Regions from separate parts of the Hordeum vulgare genome. Here region 1 is linked to region 2. The links are chromatin contacts, called in public Hi-C maps. All regions are on one chromosome and are shown on one strand. Each heading gives the region's core, a stretch centred on a gene start, on an enhancer-like site or on the middle of the called end of the contact. The rest is flanking DNA. Distances are from core to core; before and after follow the strand shown.

Evidence for each region. A called contact is a pair of places that touch in the nucleus more often than the background predicts.
Region 1: a Hi-C map of seedling shows a contact between it and region 2, with 3 times the contacts expected there. The contact joins the promoter of LOC123398511 here to the promoter of LOC123452188 in region 2. A contact is called at or near these places in 1 of 6 Hi-C or Micro-C datasets (seedling) and 1 of 1 datasets of contacts at active chromatin or transcription factors (embryo).

Annotation. Positions count from the first base shown.
Region 1 is chr5H:525,576,952-525,580,822 of MorexV3_pseudomolecules_assembly, forward strand. It overlaps LOC123398511 (UDP-glucose flavonoid 3-O-glucosyltransferase 7-like), which reads right to left and starts at 1,756. Exons shown (of 1, transcript XM_045092973.1): 1 at 1-1,756. The coding sequence starts at 1,720. The coding sequence ends at 146.
Region 2 is chr5H:525,437,570-525,441,194 of MorexV3_pseudomolecules_assembly, forward strand. It overlaps LOC123452188 (transmembrane emp24 domain-containing protein p24beta3-like), which reads right to left and starts at 1,783. Exons shown (of 4, transcript XM_045128793.1): 1 at 1,379-1,783. The coding sequence starts at 1,591.

The DNA of each region.
Region 1 (3,871 bases), core at 506-3,005, 140 kb after region 2:
GTAAAGTTGGAAGGACACCCAATTCACTGGAATTCTTAGGAAATTTCGTTCATTCATGCAAAAAATAAAAATAAACTATCTTCATGAAACAAAGTTACACTGAGCGTGAACTGGTAGTTTTCTTTGCAGGGCAGCCGATGCTATGCTACGAGTCCTCGTAGCTGGGAACCCTCGAGGCCCTAGCCTCCGTGAGATCGTCGATCAAGCGGTGTAAATCACGCCACGACGACCCGTTCTCACTAACCGCCGCACGCGCCTTGCCAGCCAGCTCCTTTGCTCTGGACCTCATCTTGTCCCACCGCTCTCCGCCGTCCATGAACCCGGCCACCGCCTGACCGATCGCCTCCGCTGGCACGGTGTCCGCGTCATCCACCCTCACGTTGCGCTTGCCGCCGTCCCACAAACGTGAGCCGAACGCTGCCACCTCGGTGACCAGCCGCTCGTTGATGAACTGCTCGAACACTAGCGGCCACGTCAGCACCGGCAAGCCTGCCGACGCGGCCTCCAGCACCGAGTTCCACCCACAGTGTGTCAGGAACGCGCCCACCGACGGGTGAGCCAGCACCGCCAGTTGCGGAGCCCACCCTCGGACGAGCATGCCGCGGTCGGCGACGCGCTGCTCCCATCCCTCCGGCACCCACAACCCATCCGAGTCCTCAGAGCGGACCACCCACAGGAATGGCTTGTTCGAGGCCTCCAGCCCCAGCGCGAGCTCGCGGATCTGCCGCGCTGAGAAGCAAGCCCAGCTCCCGAAGCAGGCGTACACCACCGATCGGCTCGGCTTGGTCGATAGCCACTCTAGACAGTCGACGTTGCCGTCGCCGCCCCGGTGCACGGCGGAGTCTATCGGCAGGCTGACGGGGCCGACGAAGTAAGCGCGACGCGCGTCGACGCGTCTGTACTCGTCGCAGTACGGTTTCTCGAGGTCGGCGAAGGTGTTCACGATCACTCCGAAGCCGGCGAGCTGGGCCGCCTTGATGTTGTCCCACTCCATAGAAAGAACGGCGTCCTGGAGGAGGAACTCCGGGAGCTCCGACGGCGGGATGGCGATCTCCTTCCCTGGCATCCCCGGCACGACCACCGACGGGGCGGCAACGCCGTCCCGGATTATGTCCGAGCGGATGGCGTAGAGGTTGTTCAGGGCGAGTTGCGCGAAGATGCCGACGGGATGGAACGTGAGGCGTGGGACGCCGATCTCGGCGGCGATGTCCGTGACCCACCAGAAGGGCACGTCGGCGACAACGGCGTCGGGGCGGTGCTCCAGGAGCAGCTTCTTGTGGATCGGCTGCGAGAGGTCCACGGCGCGGTACACCCGCCAGGCGTCGTGCTGGGCAGCGGCGCCGAGGCACTCCACCCCGCTCTCCAGGCCGACGTCCGGGAACGGGTAGCGGAGCAGGCGCACCGAGTGCCCCTCGTCCATGGCGCGCGTGACCGTGGTGGCGATCAGCGTCCCGTTGGCAGGCGTTACCACCATCGTGGCCTCTACCTTCGCCGGCCGCGCCGCGGCCATGCGGCACGCCAGGTCGGTCAGCGGGAGGAGGTGCCCCCGCGCGAAGAAGGGCAGGAAGAACACCCGCAGCGGGCGTCTCCCGCCATCACTGCTCGCGTTCATACCCGCAGCAGCCTCCATTGAAGGAGAGGTAGAATAGGCAACTGCACTGAGTTTCACGATTTCACGACCGTTTCCAGATCCATGAATATCTCCCGAGTTCGTTATCATCGCGGGGGCGTGGACACGTGCTGCGTGCAGGTGTGGTCTGGGCATCTCTGCATGTATGCATGCATGTGTGTGTATCGATCTGTTGCTAAACTACTCTACCATGGAGTATTCTGATCTGAAATGTGAATTTAATTTGCAGAACATACCTGATAATGTTCATGACATGTTTAATGTGTGATTGAAATGCTACAGTAAAAAATGATATAGATTAAGAGGTTGTTGGTATGTCGCTATATTTTGGATAAATTGGAATTTGAGAAATTGAGGAGTATTTGATAACAACAAGCCTAGTGATACTTGTGTTCGTATATTGATAATTAGAACGCTTCATGACTGTTCATTTTGCAGAGAAAACCATAAAAGCGAGAAACACTAAGGTGGGTCGAAAAAAAATGTTGGGGTCATCGCTGGCATAGTGTGGTGCGCGACCAACTCGGGCACTTTGTGTGATGCGAGGGACCTTCATCGGGCCGAGCCGGTCGGGACAGGGTGCACAACAATGAGAAAAATGGTCATGAAAAACTACCGAACTGGCATATCAGTTACACCTGACAGTTGTGACCCACCGATCATAATGCTCATAAATTTTAAACAGGATAAATTGTGAGAACACTTTCGCTAAAAGGGGTAAAATGGACGAAATCTTGTTAAACGAGGTAATTAGTGTCAAAAATGTTAAAATAGAGGGTAAAACCCGGAAGTAACTCATTTTTTGAAGATGTTAGCTTGTTGGGCATTTTGAAAATAAAGGAATGTGAGAGTATTTCGCAACAAGGCGTCCTTACCCTTGCACGTTATTGCGGCAATCAAGGTGGAGGCAAAACTTTGGGTGCTTGCATGGGCAAAATCGCTGGATAACATATTACCGCAAGAATGATCCCTTTGTGTTTTTGTTTGACCTTTACGGTTATGTAATAAACATACTTTGTTCTCCTCTTGTCATTTAACGAGATGAGGCAAAACAAATTACCTCCGTTTAGAATAAATCTTAGACGACCCGCAAACTGTCCGCATCCGTCTGGACCGTGGAGTCATCCAAAGCGGTTTTATATGGTGTGTCGAGAGGTCTGGATGTGTTTTCTCCAACAAATTGGAGAGAAAGTGGGGAGGGGGGGGGGGCTTTGCGGGAGTCCGGGGAGCAGCCACGTAAGACTCTGACATTCCCGGTCCACCCAATCTCACCTCTCAGTCCCATTTTCTTCCACTCCAACCCTTCCCCTCTTACTTTGCATCCGCACCCTCCACCTCCGCCTCTACTGTTGTACGTCTCTGGCCGCCATAGAGGTATCATCAATCGTCCGCAACCAGCACCGACATAGCTGCTCGCCTGTACAATGAAGTTGTCCACCCTCGAGCAGTTTGTACCCAGATACAGTTCGCGCCTTGTAGACGACCTTCATAGCGAACACCATGCTCGGAAGGTGTTCGGTTAAATTCCATTGCGGTTATTTTCGAACACTATGTCGTTTTTTAGAGTACGAAGGACCTACTCAACCATGAAGGACGAGTTGTGTGATGCATGGTTGGCCGCATCCACGGATTTCATAGGCATGAGCAGTGATGAGACCTTTTAACAGCAAATGCGTGAATCGTTTCACACACAAAAACACATTGGGCCCTACGACATGTTACATCATTCAAGAACGCAATGTGAGGTCGTTATTGTGTCACTCGTATGTTATACACACCAACATCACCAAATTTTATAATGTGGTTCGTCAGCTCACGACAGATTGCGAGATCGTAAGTTTTGCTTCCTTTTGCTCAACTTGTTGATTAATTCATTCACTCAATGTTGTATAGCCTGCACGCATTGCCGTGATGTACCATGGGACAAATGGGCAGCCATTTACATACACACTATTGAATAGAGCTGAATGGAGAGCATGTGTAGGAGGGTATGATCCGTTGATAAAAAATATGTTAAACATCTGATTAATCTAGTTAAATTTTAGACATTGTTGTATTAGACTTAATTTACATGTTATTTATGGATAATTTATTGTATTTTCTGTTCAAACTTTGATGAATATCAACCGATTTGTGTGAATTTTTCGATTAATGAAATGCAGGTTAATATATATGCAGGCAGCGTTGGACGACGGCATCTCGTATCCATGTCTGCGGATTCATCCATGGCCTAGAGATCCG
Region 2 (3,625 bases), core at 533-3,032:
AAGCAAAAACAATTTGGTGTTTAATTTACCTCATGACTCATCTACAAAATGGCTACCCAGCTACCCTAACTAGCAATAGTGCAAGACCAATTCATTTAGCATAACCCTCAACCAAGTATATCTTAGATTTTAGACAAAAATGGGTAAGAAGTGATTTGTGCCCTCTACTACAGAACAGGGCATTTAACCATTTAAACTTTGGGAACAGGTTCTCCCACGTTAGCTGTTTATGCAACATCCCAGCGTGACAGGAAGCAACTCCTTTAGAGCCTTCTCCACTGATGTGATTCTTTTCCGAGTTCAACTGTTGTGTTGCTTTGGTAAACTGAATCACCGTAGGAAAATATTTCAGTATTTTGATGACCAGTTGGGCCTGAATTCTCAACTTAAGTCCACATTTGTTGAAAGCAAACTCTAACAAAACAGGTCGACTGAATCAAATTGTCAACTAAATCCAGATGTCAGTCTTATTGTCCCTTATACACCAGATAACAAAGCATCCAAATACAAAGGAACCAGAGAAGACAATCATTTTACACGTAGATAAACAAACACATCAATTATCAAGCATGTATATAATAACTCTAAATATATTTTTATAGAAAGTACGCCTAGGCGTACCATAGCTTTATAGAAGGCAGAATTACAGTACAAGAAATCTATCACTCGATGCGAACAACGAGTATAGCACGGACACCACAACCGACAAACCCAAAGATAAACAACACCGCCCAGCGAGCTACAACCCAAAAGAGCCTATCCTAAGCTGAAACAAAGCACAGCGTCTCGACTGACGCCGAACAGCACCGAAGACCAAACAACTTCCGCAGAGAACTGATCCTTTAACAGTGATTCAAGTAAAGGAAAACCTATCGCTGTTGGGAAGGTACCGTACGTTCATTGACTCCTATACACCAAGGATTATGAATGCAGAAATACAAGTGTGAAAGGATTAATACAATGTTTTATCCAGTGGACAAATAACCAAATCATAAAATAGACTACCCAGACGTAAATTAGCATCTTGTGGGGTAAATGTATCCACACGCAATACATCCAGCCTGAAGGATCGGTAGCTTGCTGTGGCAAATGTATGACAAAAGAGCACGGCAATCCACCAAAGATCCGGACTTTGAGCCAGAGCACAACAGAATTTGATCGACATCGCTTGAAATCACCAAATCGCCAAAGGTATTTCGCACCACAAGCCGCAGATCCCACGAGGAGGCCCAAATTCCACTTGATCCCCAAATCAACCCCCCAGATCCCAACTAAAATAACCCATAAACCCAGCTAAATCCAGACCGTCGTAGCTAGATTACAAGCGCGAGTAGAAGGTAGGCGATAGGAGGTGGGGGGATCGGCCGGGGTACCGTACCGTGAGGTCGATGCCGGGGTGGTCGGAGCTCCAGAAGATGTCGTGGTCGACGACGACGAAATTCCCCGTGACGGAGTCGCCCTCGTAGGGCACGAACTCGTGGATGCACTCGGTGTCCGTCACGGTAACCGACAGCGCCTCCGCCCGCCACCCTGCGGCCGCCGCCAGCGCCAGCGCCGCTACCAGCAGCATCGCCGGCCGCCACCTCGCCATGGCCCGCCGGTGGGTAGCCGATCGAACGCTCGTACCAGAAGCACCAGCGCCGCTGGTCTAGGGCTGGGGTTCAGGTGGGGCGGGCGGTGAGCTCCGGTCGCGCACGGCGGGGTCGGGGAGGGGAGGGGAGGGCACGCGAGACGGAAGTCACGAGGGCGAGATTGGAGACGGGGAAGGGGAAGATGTCGCGTGTTTTTGCAATAAAGGACTCTGCTATTTGCGTAATAGTGCGACATGCCGACGTGGAGTTTGTGCGACGTGGCCGTGTAACTACGAGTAGCTGAGCTGTCGAGTGCGTGGCGTCCTTGAGCTGCCCGTCAAAGGCGCCTCTGTAATTTTACGTAAACATAATAATGGACACGCATTAGGGTTAGCCACAGTGTTGCCAAGTGGCGGACGGAGAGGAGATGGGAAGGTGCTGATTGTATAAGAATGTAAATGACTGAACAATGATCTCTTTCTTTCATTCATCTCAGAATCACATATGTATACAAGGATTCGGGACGCATCAAAGAGGCGTCTGTACGGTCGAATTTGTCCGTACGACGCTTGGACACTAATAACTGACTAATGACAAACTAATGATGGTTTGTTAATGACTGTCCATATTTGTCGGTTCGTAACACTCCCCCTTATACAACGTCATCTTGAATAATCCATTATTGAAAGCTTCTTACATATTCATCATTCATCTCTTGAGATTCTTCCCTAAAACCCCGTGGGAAATAATATGAGAAGAAATGTATAGATATGTTGTTAAAAACTTCTTTAAACCCAGTGGGAAATGATAAGGAGAAAATGATGCAACACATAGTGATTATTCTCTCTTGATAACTCATATGAGAAAAACCTTCAAAGAAGAAGAAAATTATTAGTGAGTTTTAGAGAACAATATAATGTTCATGCTTAACGCAGGCACTAAATAACAATTATTTAAGTTCATAACTAATCCTGATGGTAACTGAAGGGAAACTGTGCCGACGACGATTGCATCAACCTTGGAACCATTTTCCTTGCACATCGTCACTTCATCCTTCGCCACCCTTCGCTTATTCCGCAGTTCCTGTTTCGAGTTGCAAATACGAGCAACAAAACCGGTATCGAATACCCACGCACTACTACGAGAGCTGGTTAAGTACACATCAATAACATGTATGTCGAATATACCTGATTTTTCCTTGACCGCCTTCTTATCAACCAAATATTTGGGGCAGTTGCGCTTTCAGTGACCCAGTGCCTTGCAATAATAACACTCTGTTTCAGGCTTAGGTCCAGCCTTGGGTTTCTTTGTCGGATTGGCAACAGGTTTGTCGCTCTTCTTGGAGTTACCCTTCTTGCCTTTGCCGTTTCTCTTGAAACTAGTGGTCTTATTCACCATCAACACTTGATGCTCTTTACGGAGTTCTGACTGTGCGACTTTCAGCATCATGAATAACACGTCGGGTGACTTGTTCATCCCTTGCATGTTATTGTTCAACACAAAGCTCTTGTAGCTTGGTGGCAGTGATTGAAGAATTCTGTCAGTCATAGCCTCTTGCGGGAGTTCAATCCCCAGCTCAGCTAGACGGGTTGAGTACCCAGACATCTTGAGCATATGTTCACTGACAGACGAATTCTCCTCCATCTTGCAAACATAGAATTATCGGAGGTCTCATACCTCTCGATCCGGGCAGCATTCTTCTGAAATATAAACTTCAACTCCTGGAACATCTCAAATGCTCCATGACGCTCAAAGCGACGTTGAAGTCCCGGCTCTAAGCCATACAAGACTACACATTGAACTACTGAGTAGTCCTCCTTACGTGTTAACCAAGCGTTATTAACATCTTGGTCAGCCGTAGCGGGTGGTTCATCTCCTAGCGCAGCATTAAGGACATAATCCTTCTTTCCACCCTGCAGGAGCAACTTAAGATTACGAGCCCAGTCTACAAAGTTGCTTCCATCATCTTTTAACTTAGCTTTCTCTAGGAACGTATTAAAATTCAGGGTGACTGTCACGTGAGCCATTGATCTATAACACAAATATTTCAAAGT